Linked DNA regions of Sus scrofa: region 1 is linked to region 2. A link is a contact called in public Hi-C data. All regions are on one chromosome and are shown on one strand. Each heading gives the region's core, a stretch centred on a gene start, on an enhancer-like site or on the middle of the called end of the contact. The rest is flanking DNA. Distances are from core to core; before and after follow the strand shown.

Region 1 (7,053 bases), core at 2,855-5,354, 240 kb after region 2:
TTTGAAACAAGAAAATCTCAACATTGATTAGAAATTTGATAATATAAAGGAATTTCTGCCAATTTTCTAGATGTGATAATGATATTTTGTTTTTTCTTTGTTGTTTAATCCTTATCTTTTAGAGAGCCATACTAAAGAAAGAAGAAATGACCTGGGAATTTGAAAACAAAACCAACCAAAAATGTTTGGGCCCCTGAGACATAACTAGCCTGGTAAAGGGCCTAGACATCATTTTATTAAAACTTCCCCAGGTGGTTCTAATGAACAACCAGGTGTTTTACAAACCACTGATCTGGGGCAAGTCATATGAAGAGGATAAATAACTTACTGAGCTATGAATGGAACTACATGTCTCCAAAAGCACTCTTCTTGAAGTGAAGAATCAGTATTTATTATTGGCTCTAATGGTAAAACTGACATCTCTGAATTCTGCTGTACTTATTTTCAAGGTACTTATAGTTTACTTAAATAAATGTTTATTTAGCTCTCTGATTTACTTATTTTCCTAACCTAAGCAAGCTTTTCTTTGCTTCTTATTTATATTGAACAAACCAGGAGCAATAATGGCAAAAGACTTAATGTCCAGGCACAAGGCAATTAGGCTAGTAACAACTTATGATCTATAAACTTAACCATCAAGATATTAATGAGAAAATGTCCTCAATAAAACAACTGGAGTGGAATGTTACAAATCTCTGAACCACAGAATAGGTTATCTAGGCTATATCAGGCAGTTCATTTCAATTTAGTCTTATTTCTCTTATCTTACCTTTTTAAAACTATTGTACATAGCCAATGCAGGAAGAACAACTGCTAAGAAATAACTAAAGCAGAAAATGGTCACTTTTAATCCTGAATAAACCCATCTCAGATAGAAAGATAAGCAGAAATGGGCTAATTAATAAATAACTGATTCTTTGGTTAGAGTGATAAATGAAATGCTCCCTTATCTTACTTATGAGCTGCCAAGTAATGATTGTCACATAGAAAAATGAAAATATTATGCTCTGATACATCTGGCCAGGTGCTTTTCTCTAATTCAAGCAGCTCTCCTTAAAAGCACACACTACTGGGAAGCAATTTCCCAATCCAGGTATTAACATACATTGGGGCTTTAGCAGAGAAACACTGCTGTCTCCGGCAATCAAATCATCCATAAAATACGATTTAACAGTTATGGAGGCAGAGACTATATAGTTCACAAAGTCGTAATCACACATCTATTAGACCAATTCAAACTATAACAGAAACAATATATACAATGAGGTATAGAAATGGTATAAGGAGGATTATGGCCTCTTTGCATTTGCTAGCTGACTCAAAATTTCTTTTCTGATTTATCCAAAATCAGTGCATTATACTATCCCACTTTATCGAACACATATTGCAAATTCAGTGGAGTTTAAAAATAATTTAAAGGCAATGGGGGTGTTTTATAAAGCAAGCCTGAAATAAAAGAACCCATCCTCTAAGATCCAACTTTAAATATATGTATACATTAAATATCAAGGGAAAAAAGTTATCACATTGAGGTTCTGTGTTTAGCTACCCATCCCAGAAAGGCTTTTTAGGCATTGAATGATAGGTACCAAAATGCTTTTGAGATCACAAAAGGAAGAAGAAGGAAAAAAAAAAAAAACCTGTCTACAGAAGTTTAGGATTTCATGTTTCAGCTATAATCTTATGAACAGCACTAAATCTCAATTGATCCACTTCTTTAGGGCTAAGGTATAGTTTGCCTGAAAAAAAAAATATTGTGGTAAGACAATATACCGCTTTTTAGAGCAGACCATTTGTGGAAAAAATGACCTCAGCTAGGTGGGAACTTGGATATTCAATGGCTGTACATGGGAAGTAATAAACCTGAAGTTTGAGATGGGGAGTTGGAGGGAGGAGGAACAGAGTATGTTGGGGAAGATAAAGGATATTTTTAGACAGGTGAGATATAGAATAAGCAAGTTCCATCACTAGAACAGAACTGCTAGTTAGATAAGTAATTCAAATTGTGATTAGACAGACATTCTATAAATATTTGCTAACTAGCGTATTATTAAAACTACTTCAGTAAACATTAAAAACACCCAAACTGAATCTAGCTCAACTTGTAACTCTGGGTTACTAAACCTTTTCTTGGGCTTTATTTGGCAGCTTATTAACCTGTACATTTATTCTCTAAAATGTCTTCTATTCCTCTACATTTACTTAAAGAAATAAGTGTACATTAACTAGATTTTATATTAGAAAAAATTCTTTTTCATGCTTAACAGGATTTGCAGGTTTTCTATAAAAAGGATGAGTTATTTCAAATTCTTTTTCCTTCAACTTAGCTCTACAAATAAATGGTGACTCTGATGTAATTTTTCTATTCAGTATTTCAACTTTTCTTTCTAATCTCTTAAGATTTTTACCCTTTTTTTTTTGTATCCTAAAAGTAATTCCTGGCAGAGAACTCATAATTCTGACCCTTTTATGGGTAAGGAAAAGACTACTATCTATTATCCTTAAAGAGAGAATGGTCTCTAATAACAATGAGTACTACTTCAGTATTTTTGGAAGGAGAGACCCACAGTATATAATGCAATTGCCTAGAAACAGCTCTACAAAGAGTATTTTCCTCTACACAGAAGCTACTCATTACTTTTAGTTTTAAGTGACAATAAGACACTTTTATCATTTAGCACTACCATGTTCATATTCAACTTTTAGTTCTAGGAAGAACTATGACATCCACTTTAGTTTTTTATAATACTTTCTCTGAAAAGGTTCAAGTACTGTGTATGGCTTTTGCATATGATTTGGAAATCACAAAGAAAGAGGAAGCACAGAGAAGAGAAGGGGAAACAAGAAGAGAAGGTATAGAGAGAGAGAAATTATTTCAAACGCAAATATTAAAAATTTAACATAATATGGTAGAATAAGCACTGAGAGTCCATAGACCTGCTTCAAATTCCAGTTCTGCCAGTAACCAGCTATATGTCAATTATGTTTCTCACAATATAAAGAGTGATTATGACTTAATGTTCACCTTAAATTCAGCTTTTAAAAAATAAACTGATTAAAGTATTTTCAAGTATTGTATTATAACAACAATTAAAGGTATATCATTTTATCATATGGAGTTAGTCTTTCACTTTTGCCTCAATGTGACCTGCAGCTTGGATTACTTAGGTTGCACAAAGATGTACTTTGGAGGAAGAAGGACCAGGGGAAGATTCCTTTACAAGATGGGATGGTACTGAGCCGGTGAGAGAGTTAAAGAGTAAGTGCGTATGTATACAGAAGACCAGGTCATTCACAAATCAGGAGCACTAAAGAACAAATGTGCTTATATTTCAGGTGGGGGGCAGTGAAACAAGACGTGAGTGAGGCCCTGAGCTGAGGCTTTCTGGTAATCAAAGCCTCCACCCTTCAAACCTTTACTCCCCCGGTGGACACCAGACCAGTTTCCAGTTCCGGGTTCCCAACCAATCGTATCAAGCCACAACAGAGGGCTCCGCCAAACCGGGCACCGTTTCAGGGCTCTAGAGAGATTCACACGACCCCAGCACCTGTCGGCCTCACATTTTTCCCAAAAGGAGGGGGTGGGAGGGAGCAGTAGGTCTATCCCCCGTCCTTTTGGACTTAGGCTACCACGAAGTCCACGAGCCCTTTAGACCAAAACAACCTCCGAACTCCGTGGGAAGGGGCGCTACTAGCCGTCACCCTCCCAAAGATCCTTCATTCAGGGCTAATTCTCCTGTTCACAGGTCCCAACCTCCGACAGTGGTTTCTCAGGCCTTGGGAACCCCGGGCCTGGGAAGCGGACAGACGGATGTCGAGAATGAAGGCAGCAGGAGAAGGTGCACTCCTCGCCACTAGAAGAAAAGATAGGAAAGCAGGAGTCGGGGCAGCTGTAAGCCTCTTGGCTAGCGGGGGAGGACGTCCGTGAGTCAGTCGAAGGGTCTGTCATTCCTTCACTCACTCACCAGGAGCAGGAGGGAGCATCTGAGGTCGGGTAAGGATAGGAAGACGGCAGGATTCATGGTAAAGCCGGGGTCCGCGGCAGGGACGGGCCTTGGCGGCTGGGACTGGAGAGGGTTGGGTTGGGTTAGGAAAGGGCTGGGCTCCGGGAGCCGGCGGTAGCGGAAGACTCTCCCGGCAGCGGCACCTCGTCCTCTCGACCCGGAGCTCCAGCGGCGAACACCCGGGACAATTTCCAGAGAGGCCTCTCACATCCTCACTTCCGGGTCCTGCCCACCTCGGAGCATCTAGGGAAATGTAGTCCTGGGCCATTTTCAAGGATCAGGACAGCGGGCGCCCAGAACTCTTTTCCCATCAGGCTCTTGGCCCGAGTCCACCGATTCCGCTGCGCGCGGGGACCTGTGGGATAGAAAGGGCGGAGGGCGGGTGCACTCCTGTGTTTTAGAAGATGAGAACTACAATTCCCAGAAGGCTGTACAGTCGAGAGACTGGGACGGCCTTCTGAGGGATTCCGCTAGTTTTAGCACGGTGGGCTCTATCCCAGCCGGATGTAGTGGCCTGACCTGGTGAGAGGGTCGGGCCAGCGGGGCTCGTCCCTCCTGGAGCCACCCCTAGGAAGTGAGTCCTGGAGGAGGCGAGGGTGAGTAGGAGGGGGCATCGCTGGGGAGGCACTAAACAATCTGCCACGCCTTGGCCCCTGCCTCAAACTCAAGGGCCTCTTGGCCTGAGTTGTGGCCTGAACCTCCATCACTAGCCTCCTTGCCTGCTACCTCTTCTTTCTGCACTAATTCCTGCATTATAAAAGAACCACTTCTCTGGGTTTCAGTGGAATGTGTCAATAACTTAACCCTAATTGTTTCTTTGGCTCCTGTACGGAATAGATATGGGATGGACTGGAAGAGCACGTTGTAAAGTGAAAACTCAGTGCGAGAGTGATTGCTGCTAATGCGTGGATCACTCTTACAGAATAATTACAAAATTCGTTAGCCAAGTAGTTGAGGAACTTAACCTGAGCTGGGTTAGCTCTCCAACCCAGCCAAGGCACATGCCCCAAGTGGTAGCCACACAATCACTGCCAAGTAATCAGGAGGTACTTGGCTCTTCTGTGGTTCTCCCTACCCCTTGCCTTTCCTTCAACTTCCCTGCTGCCTGAATGGAAGCTTCTCTTCTCTACTTGGATAGCATCTCAACTGTCACCATCAGTGACAACTTACCAAACAATCAACACTTTGGATTTAATCAAAATTACTCTTCTTTGCTTGTGACTACAGCACCACTAGTTTTCTATAGTTAGAATTACTGGAGCATTTACTACACTGGCTTGTTTTGTAATTAGTTGATGATGATGGTACTTTTGCATTTATAGCATTCCTTAATTAACAAAGTGGTTTTGATTTTCATCTATAGAAGTTTACAAAAAGCATTATAACTAAATATATATGTATATACATGCATATACATATATATATATTTGAGCTAAAAAAAGAAAAGAAAAAAGAACCCTGAAGAATGGATTTCTTGGACTAATAAAAGTAAATAGCGGTAGAGCCAAAATTTTTAATTAGGTCTCTTCTCCTAGTCCAGTGTTCTTATCTCCATACCACTCAGTGAACTCTCTGACAGACAAATGAGGAATTAAAGAACAGAGACTCATGAGTATGAACTCCTTACTCCAAGAACCTAAACTTTGACCCTGCTCACTCTCTGGACTTAGCACTCAGCCTACGACTTTTCATTCAACAAACATTTCCTGAACACCAGCTACATAGCTGTTACTGTGCTAAATGCTAAGAATTAAGAGACAAAGTATATATAAATATAACTGAGATAAAAATTTAAGCTTATTTCTCAAAAGGTATGAAAAATTTCTCTGACTCTGATGATCACTTAGAGTCTAAAGTAACAGGTATTAAAGTTCAGAACAGTGTCTAACACATTGTTGGCCCTCCACTTGTTGAATAAATCAACATGGCCTACTGTTTACATATTTCTTTGTGTGTGGGTCGGTGGGTGTGTGCTTTTTAAGGCCACACCTGCACCATATGGAAGTTCCCAGGTCAAAATGGAGCTGCAGTTGCCAGTCTATGCCACAGCCATAGCAACAGGGGATCCAAACTGCATCTGCCACCTGCACTACAACTCATGGCAATGCCGGATCCTTAACACACTGAGTGATGCCAGGGATCGAACCCACATCCTCATGGATAGTAGTCGGGTTTGTAACCCTCTGAGCCACAGAGGAACTCCCTCCATTTTTCTTATTTTACAGAAAATCAGAGCTGAAATAGCCTAGGTGCACACCGCATATTGTTAACAGAACTGGACCTTGAGCCCAAGTGCAATTACTCCTCTACCGTGTTTCCACCTACGCTCCTGTTTTGTAGCCTCTAAGTCACTTTAATGTAATTCCATATATAACTTGTTTTTCTGACATGACAGACATGCTCAGACATGACAGAAGTGTCTTAAAATGCCCATAATTTCTGCCAACGTGTTAAATCAAATTGTCAGCCAAATAAAGACATGAAGAGCTGACCTTTGCCAAAATTAAGAAAGTATTTTTACTCTAAAGCAGAACTTGAACCAATAATCCTGTCAATGACAGCCAAGTACTAGCTCATCAGTTGTGATAAATTTATCTTACAAAATTCCCATATCCTCAAGAGTCACAGAGATTGGAGTGTCATCTTTTAGTAAAATCAGAAGAGGGCTTGCTTACCCTTAAGGCAAATACTAACTGTAGCTAATAAATAGCTGCTCACTTTAGACAGGTATGTATGCTCCAGTTTGCTGTGATCCATATAATTCTCCAAGTTTCTTGCATTTGTTATCTCCCTGATCCTTGAAACTTTGATATAGCATCTTAGCTTTAGAAAGAAAATTTAAGATCACTGATGCAACTACCCCCTCTTTCCTTCCTATCAAATGCTTGAATTCTTCCTGCTGCATTTTCTTTCTGCCTTTCCCTTTCTTCCTTCCTTCCTCTTTTTTTGAGTCGCCCTGCATCATACAGGGTTTCTGAGCCACAGCTGTGACCTGTGCCACATCTGCCTCAACGCCATATCTTTTAAACCACAGTGCTGGGCCAGGGAT
Region 2 (7,318 bases), core at 144-2,643:
GAATCTTTGAGTGTTGCACCTCCCTAGTGTACTTGAGGTAGTTTTTTCAGAACTTAACTCAAAAGACCTTTACTTCAGGAGTTCCTATAGTGGCTCAGTGGTTAACGAACCTGACTAGTATTCATGAGGATGTGGGTTCAATCCCTGTCCTTGCTCAGTGGATTGAGGATCTGGAGCTGTGTTGTAGGCCACAGATGTGGCTTGAATCCAGCATTGCTATGGCTGTGGCCTAGTTATAGTCATGAGCTGTGGCAGCAGTTACAGCTCCAGTTTGACCCTAGCCTGGGAACCTCCATATGCAGCGGGAGCGGCCCTTAAAAAAACCCAACACTTCTACTTCAAAAGATCTGTTTAACTGACCCTTGCATAAAAAATTTTTCCCATGGTATTATATAATACTTTAATTTTTCTCCTTAGAATTAAAATTTTACCACCACCTCATTCCTAGAGTAAAAAAACACCAGTGTTCACTATACTCACAAAGAAAATCCAAAATGCTTAGCAGATTTTATGCTTTACTTTAGAAATTGCTTTCAAGGGAATTCTTATAGACCTCTAATATTTATTGATCCACAACTTCTACTTTCACTCCACTGCAAGACCCCAAGAGCTGAGTTTACTTAGCTATGGCTTGAACATCCTTATGACTTCTGAGGACAGTATCATTCAGTGGATACATTCTGAGCAAGTCATCTGAATATTCAAACACATATTAAAAAGGCTGGATCTGTAAGTCAGTCTAACCAGCGAGGAGACCTGTGATCTAGAACAGGGCTTCAAAGCCAACCATCTGCTTGTTCATTGGTAGCAGCTGGTGTAACTGGAAAAACTTGGGAAGGAAATTAAAAAACCCATTCGGAGTTCCAACTCTGTCACTAACTGGCTGAACTGGAGTGAGTCAGCAGAAACTCTTGGAGCCTCAGTGTCATTATCTATAAAGTTAGGATAAGACAGTGGCATTAAGGGCTCCACCTGTTTGGTGGGAGGCAGGAGCAGGTCAGGGAGGGGAGGGAAGCATTGGACCAAGCTTCAATTTCTGCACCTGTAACAGTCAAGACTTTTGCCCTGAACACCTAAGAGGGTTTTGGAGGACGAGAAGGAGAAGGCACAACCTTTCTGAGCTTTAGTTTCAATGTGTAAAGAGGTAAGAACACCTGGCCAACTAATAAAATTCCTAGAACACAGGAAAATGGATAGAAAAAAACCCTGCAAAATGTAGAGGCCCATACGTATGTGAATCGTCTCACACCTAAAATGCAACAGACTTACAAACCCAGACCATAACTCAAGACAACCTCTTAAAGCTCAGCCCAGAGTGGCAACATCGCTTGTACTCACGGGACAGCCGGCCACACCCCTCGAGGCTGGAGCGGGGCGGGAGGGGGCGTGGCGCAGCCCGGCAGGCCTATCGTGGTGCCCCGCCCCGTCGCGCCCGCGCCTGCGCTGTGCGCGCTTACTGGTCTCAAGCGCCCCGGCGGGAGGTAAGGGGCTCGCGACAGGCCGCCTCATGGGTGTCAGGCCCTGTGTGGCATGGTAGGCCGGGTGCCAACCTCGCGCGCGGGAGGGGCGCCCGGCGGGAAGCAGGGTATCAGTTCGGAAGTGCGAGCTCTGTGGGGCTTCTCTCAGCTCCAAGAAGTGATGGTTTCGGTTTTGGAGGCGCTATTCGAAGCGGGTATAGAGGGCGGCCGACCGGAGGAGCTGGTCGGCCTCCTGGGGTCTCAGGGTGGAAAAGTTTCTATCGTCTGCCCTGCCGTGACGCACTGTGGGCCATAGGTCGTCAGCGTCGTGGGCGTCTACGTCCTGAGACTGGTCCGCGTACCCGTTCTCGGCGAGGGTGGGGGGAGGGGCGTTTGGTTTCTGTGGCCCGGGTGCGCTGTGGGTTACTCTGCTCCGAGGTAGTGAGGGGAGGACCCGAAGCGAGAGGGTGGAGTGTCCTGTCAGCCAGACCGGGAGGTGGCTCTTAGAAGGTCCCATGTTTAACTCCCCCTTTTTTAAAATTCGGAATCAGAGGCTCAGAGAGCGGACTATAGGGTAGGACCAGGGGCCTTGACTTTTCTTTCCAAATTTAGGAACGCGTCCCCAAGTCAGAATCTTGTCCGAAACAAATCAGGGCGACGTGGCTGAAGACATTCGGTGCCACTGGTGTGGGGAAATGTTGGAAGATGTTCATCACTTTTTTTTGTTGCCAGCAATTTTGGACTTTTTCTGAGAAATAGGGCTTTTCCTTTATAAATAATCCGAAGTAATTTGGTTAACCTCCCAGTACTTTTTCCTTACTGGAAACTAATGGTATGGTATTCAGCTGGTAATAGTTGTAAGCACCTGCCATTCCCCCATCCCCAGCCCCCGAGCCAAGTGTCTGTGCAGTGAATATGGTTGCAGTTATTTGATGTAGAAATGTTTGGCCTGTCTTACATGAAACAGCTCAACACGTTTTTAAAAAAGACTTTATTTTGAAATAATTTTACAATAACGGAGGAGTTAGAAAAGTAATAGAGAGTTTTCTAGTTTCCTTTAATGTTAGCATCTCATATAATCGTAATACAAATATCAAAAGTAGGAAATCAACTTAGGTACAACACCGTTAACTAAACTATCAGCTTTCTTAAGATTTCATCTTTTTTTTTTATACTAATGTCCTTTTTCTGTTCTAGGATCCAATCTAAGACCCCACATTGCATTTAGTTAACATGGCTCCTGAGTCTCCTCCAGTCTGCGACAGCTTCTAAGTCTTTTCTTGTCTTTTAGGTCCTTTACACTTTTGAAGAGTCCTGGTTATTTGTTTTGTAGAGAGTCCCTCAGTTGAGTTTTGTCTGATGTTTTTTCTCCCGGTGAGATTAGGGTTATGCGTTTTTGTTGATGTCACAGAAGTGTATGCCCTTCTCAGTAGTCCATCATGTAAGGAGGTGTGTGATATGACACTGCTTTTGAAATTACTCTTGATCACTGGTTAAGGTGGTATCTGTTGGGATTCTCTAAAGTTACTACTTTTCCCTTTGTAACTAATCAGTATGTTGGGGGAGAACTTTGTTTAATTTTTGTTTTGTTTTGTTTTCTGGCTGCACTCACAGCATATGGAAGTTCCTGGACCAGGGATTGAATCTGAGCCAAGCTGTGACCTACTCTGCAGCTGTGGCAATACCATATTCTTTAGTCACCTTTGCCAGACTGGGGATCACCTCCGTAGTGACCCACACTGCACCACTGCGGGAACTCTGACAACTTTTTTTTTTTTTTTCCTTTTTATGAATGTACCTGTGGCATATGGAAGTTCCTGGGCTAGGGGTTGAGTCAGAGCCTGCTGCAGGTCTATGCCACAACCAGGGCAACACTGGTTTTGAGCTGCATCTGCAACCTACACTGCAGCTTGTGGCAATGCTGGATCCTTAACCCACTGAGTGAGACCAGGGATTGAACCTGAGTCCTCGAGGACACTATGTCAGGTTTTTAACCTGCTGAGTCACAACGGGAACTCCCCCTGGGGAACTTTTAAACAAGACAAATACTCAGTTTCTTTTCAAACTTTAATTAGCTGATTTGAGCATCCATTACTTTTTCTTGCTTTCAGTAATTGTTACTGTGATAATCTCGATGGTGGTTTTCTGTTTCTCTCATTCCTTCTTCACTTATTAATTGGAGTTTTTTTTGGTTTGTTTTTGTTTTTTTTTGTCTTTTTGCCTTTTCTAGGCCACTCCCATGGCATATGGAGGTTCCCAGGCTAGGGGTCCAGTCGGAGCTGTAGCCACCAGCCTATGCCAGAGCCATAGCAACGCAGGATCTGAGCCTCGTCTGCAACCTACACCACAGCTCATGGCAATGCCGAATCTTTAACCCACTGAGCAAGGCCAGGGATCGAACGTGCAACCTCATGGTTCCTAGTCAGATTTGTTAACCACTGCGCCACAGTGGGAACTCCTGGAGTTTTTCTGTAAAGAAGAGCTGCCCCTTCTTCTCATTTATTTATTGTTAATTTTTTGTATCAGTATAGATTCATTTATCTTTCTGTTGGTTATTATCCTACACTGTGGTTATTTATTTTATGTCTTAAATTGTTCCAGCTTTGGCCATTGGAAGTTTTTTCAGGGTGCTTCTTGTGCCCTCTTCATAGGTCCTCGTTATTTTTTGAGAACTTCTTTTCTTTTTGACACCAGAGGATGCTCCAGGCTCTCTTGTGTTTTCCTTGACACAGCCCTTGAATCCACCACTTCTCCAAGGACCCCCTGGTTGGTTTGGAGAGTGGTATTTTTTTAACCATCAACGATTTAGGTGCTAGGTGTGTTCATTGCTACTGGGGTATCACTGCTTCTAGTGCCCGGCAGAAGACATCTAGGAAGTGTGTGTGAGTGTGTATTATATATATATATATTTCTAGCTATTTGTACATACCATCATCCCTTGGTATCTGTAGGGAACTGGTTCCAGGACCCGTCACAGACTAAAATCCAAAGCCGTGCAAATCCACGGATACTCAGATCCCATGATTTGTCCCTTTGTATCTGAGGTTCCATATCTGCAGACTCAACTGTGACTCCTGTAGTGTAGTACTTACTGGAAAATATCCATGTGTAAGTGGACCCTCACAGTTCAAATCCATATTTTCAAGGGTCAACTGAATGTGCATATCGTTCATATAGATACACACAGGCATACATTATTTATTCTTTCATATGTTGACTTTTTTTATTTGTGTATATATACATACACATTATATATATGTGTGTGTGTGTATATATATATATATTTAAAGTTTTTTTGATACTTCCATTTCTAATTTAATACCACAGGGTTCTTTCTAGTCTTGCCCCTTATTTGTAACTTCTTTCTCCAATAGTGAGAAATCTGGCTTTTATATTTTACAAAATATTCCTTTATTTATTCAATCCCAGTATATACATTAATAAATTTCAGGATTTCTAACCCATAGTCCTATGAGAAATTTACTAACTAGAGTACAGTATAGTACTTACATAATTCTTTTTGTCTTTAGCTTTGTGTTTAAATCCAGTTTACTATTTTCCAAAGTTACCTAGATTAGTTATTATGCTGCTCATTTGTAATGCAGTTACTTTTATTTTTTATAGTTTGCATTTCACTTTGGGTTCCGTTACATCTTGTTGTTTTTCAGTATACTGAAATTCATCTTCTATGGTGTACAGTTGTGTTAGGTTTAATAAACACATATAGTTGTGTATCTACTACTGCTGTGCATGATACAGAACAATTCTATCACTCCAAATATTCCATTACACTTGGAAAAAAAATTAAAAGTAATACAACTTTATGGGAGCTTGGGAAATTACTCATTTTTGTGTGTTTTATATTGTCTTTTTCATTGTGGTTTAAATATTTGTGGTGTTAATGTAAATATTTTTTATCTTGTGTTTGGATTATATCAAAAATATTTCCCCCCAAAAAAAAAAAAAAAAAAAAGAGTTCCCGTCGTGGCACAGTGGTTAACGAATCCGACTAGGAACCATGAGGTTGAGGGTTCGGTCCCTGCCCTTGCTCAGTGGGTTAACGATCCGGCGTTGCCGTGAGCTGTGGTGTAGGTTGCAGACGCGGCTCGGATCCCGCGTTGCTGTGGCTCTGGCGTAGGCCGGTGGCTACAACTCCGATTCGACCCCTAGCCTGGGAACCTCCATATGCCGCGGGAGCAGCCCAAGAAATAGCAACAACAACCAAAAAGACAAAAAGACCAAAAAAAAAAAAAATATATATATATATATATATATATATATATTTCCCACTGTTCTGACTGAAAAATCAAGAAATGCTGAAATACACTTTTAACTCATTAAACCACATTTTGCATATTAAGAGCTTTCCTAATAGCTTATAAACATTATTTGAGCTATTTTATGATCAGAGCCACTGTTGGATGACTTTGTTTCAGTAACATCATGCTTTATGCAATTCTTTGAATTTTATGTTCTCTTCTTAGTCTCTTATAGCTAGTTGAGTATAATTTTATAAAAATGGAAATGGAGAAAAGGAAACATTACTCCGGAAGGAGTCCAAGAATTAGAAACGTCTCTTGGGAAGCTCTTGGGCTAGAATGTCCTCCCTGAGAGTTAGCACTTTCTTTCTTTCTTTCTTTTTTTTTTTTTTTTTTGGCTTTTTAGGGCCACTCCCATGGTATATGGAGATTGCCAGGCTGGAGGTCGAAGCAGCTACAGCTGCCAGCCTACACACATCCAAGCTGCATCTGTGACCTACACCACAGCTTACAAGGCAACAACAGATCCTTAACCCACTGAATGAGGCCAGGGATCGAACCCTTCAACCTCATGGTTCTTAATTGGATTCATTTCCTCTGTGCCGACAGGAACTCCTGAGAGATAGCTCTTATGAGACAGCAGGTTTTCCTTGAGCACAGAAAGCTGGGAAGCAGAGTCATGCACTCTGACCTTTTCTGAATTAATATAACTTAATTCAGAAAAAGAAAGTGGAGTTCCTGTTGTGGCTTAGTGGTAACGAATCTGACTAGGAACCATGAGGTTGTGGGTTCTATCCCTGGTCTTGCTCAGTGGGATCTGGCATTACTGTGGCTGTGGCATAGGCCGGCAGCTGTAGCTCCGATTCAGCCCCTAGCCTGGGGACCTCCATATGCCAAGGGTGTGGCCCTAAAAAAAAAAAAAAAAAAAGAAAGCTATCATAGCATGTGGGAACAGTGAAAACAAGGCAAATAGTCCGTAATTGGGGTTAGTCAAGTACACTGTAAGCTGATTAGTGGAAGAGAAGGCAGAATCATTTGAGTTGTATCCCAAATGATACAAAAAGTTTAGAGGCAGATGGGATATAAAAGAGCATCCAGACAGAGGGAGCATCTTGCAAAGCCAAAAGTAGATTGGGTGATAATATTTGATAGAGTAGGTGGATTACTTATGAACTTTGTTGCATTTTCTTGCTCAGACAATAGGGAGCTTTGGAAGTTTGTGTTCAGAGGAGGAACATGTTGCCTTTGGTGGTTTAGATAAATTAATTGGTGGTAATCTGTGGGGAAAATTAGAGAGGGAAGAGGCTAAGGGCAGGCTAAATAAGATATTGTAATGTACTATGCATAATGTGCTATTTGACAAGAGTGGTAGGATTAGAAATATGAAGAGACATGTGAAGAAACATTTTAGTTCCATTATCATCTGTTAAATACTACTTATGTTCAAAAACTTTTTTTTAGGAATGGTAATAGATATAAAGGTAGCTTCTGGAGTTCCTGTCGTGGCGCAGCGGTTAATGAATCCGACTAGGAACCATGAGGTTGCAGGCTTAATCCCTGGCCTTGCTCAGTGGTTTAAGGATCCGGCGTTGCTGTGAGCAG

The links. Hi-C and Micro-C count contacts between places; a contact is called where the count stands out from the background.
Region 1: a contact with region 2 is called in a Hi-C map of skeletal muscle, with 6 times the contacts expected there. The contact joins the promoter of ERP44 here to the promoter of STX17 in region 2. A contact is called at or near these places in 1 of 5 promoter capture datasets (liver), 3 of 47 Hi-C or Micro-C datasets (embryonic fibroblasts, heart right ventricle and skeletal muscle) and 2 of 2 datasets of contacts at active chromatin or transcription factors (alveolar macrophages and skeletal muscle).

What each region holds. Positions count from the first base shown.
Region 1 is chr1:241,893,328-241,900,380 of Sscrofa11.1, forward strand. It overlaps ERP44 (endoplasmic reticulum protein 44), which reads right to left and starts at 4,105. Exons shown (of 12, transcript NM_001137629.1): 1 at 3,966-4,105. The coding sequence starts at 4,022. INVS (inversin) reads left to right here and starts at 4,358. Exons shown (of 17, transcript XM_021066620.1): 1 at 4,358-4,600.
Region 2 is chr1:241,656,071-241,663,388 of Sscrofa11.1, forward strand. STX17 (syntaxin-17) reads left to right here and starts at 1,394. Exons shown (of 9, transcript XR_002336997.1): 1 at 1,394-1,481.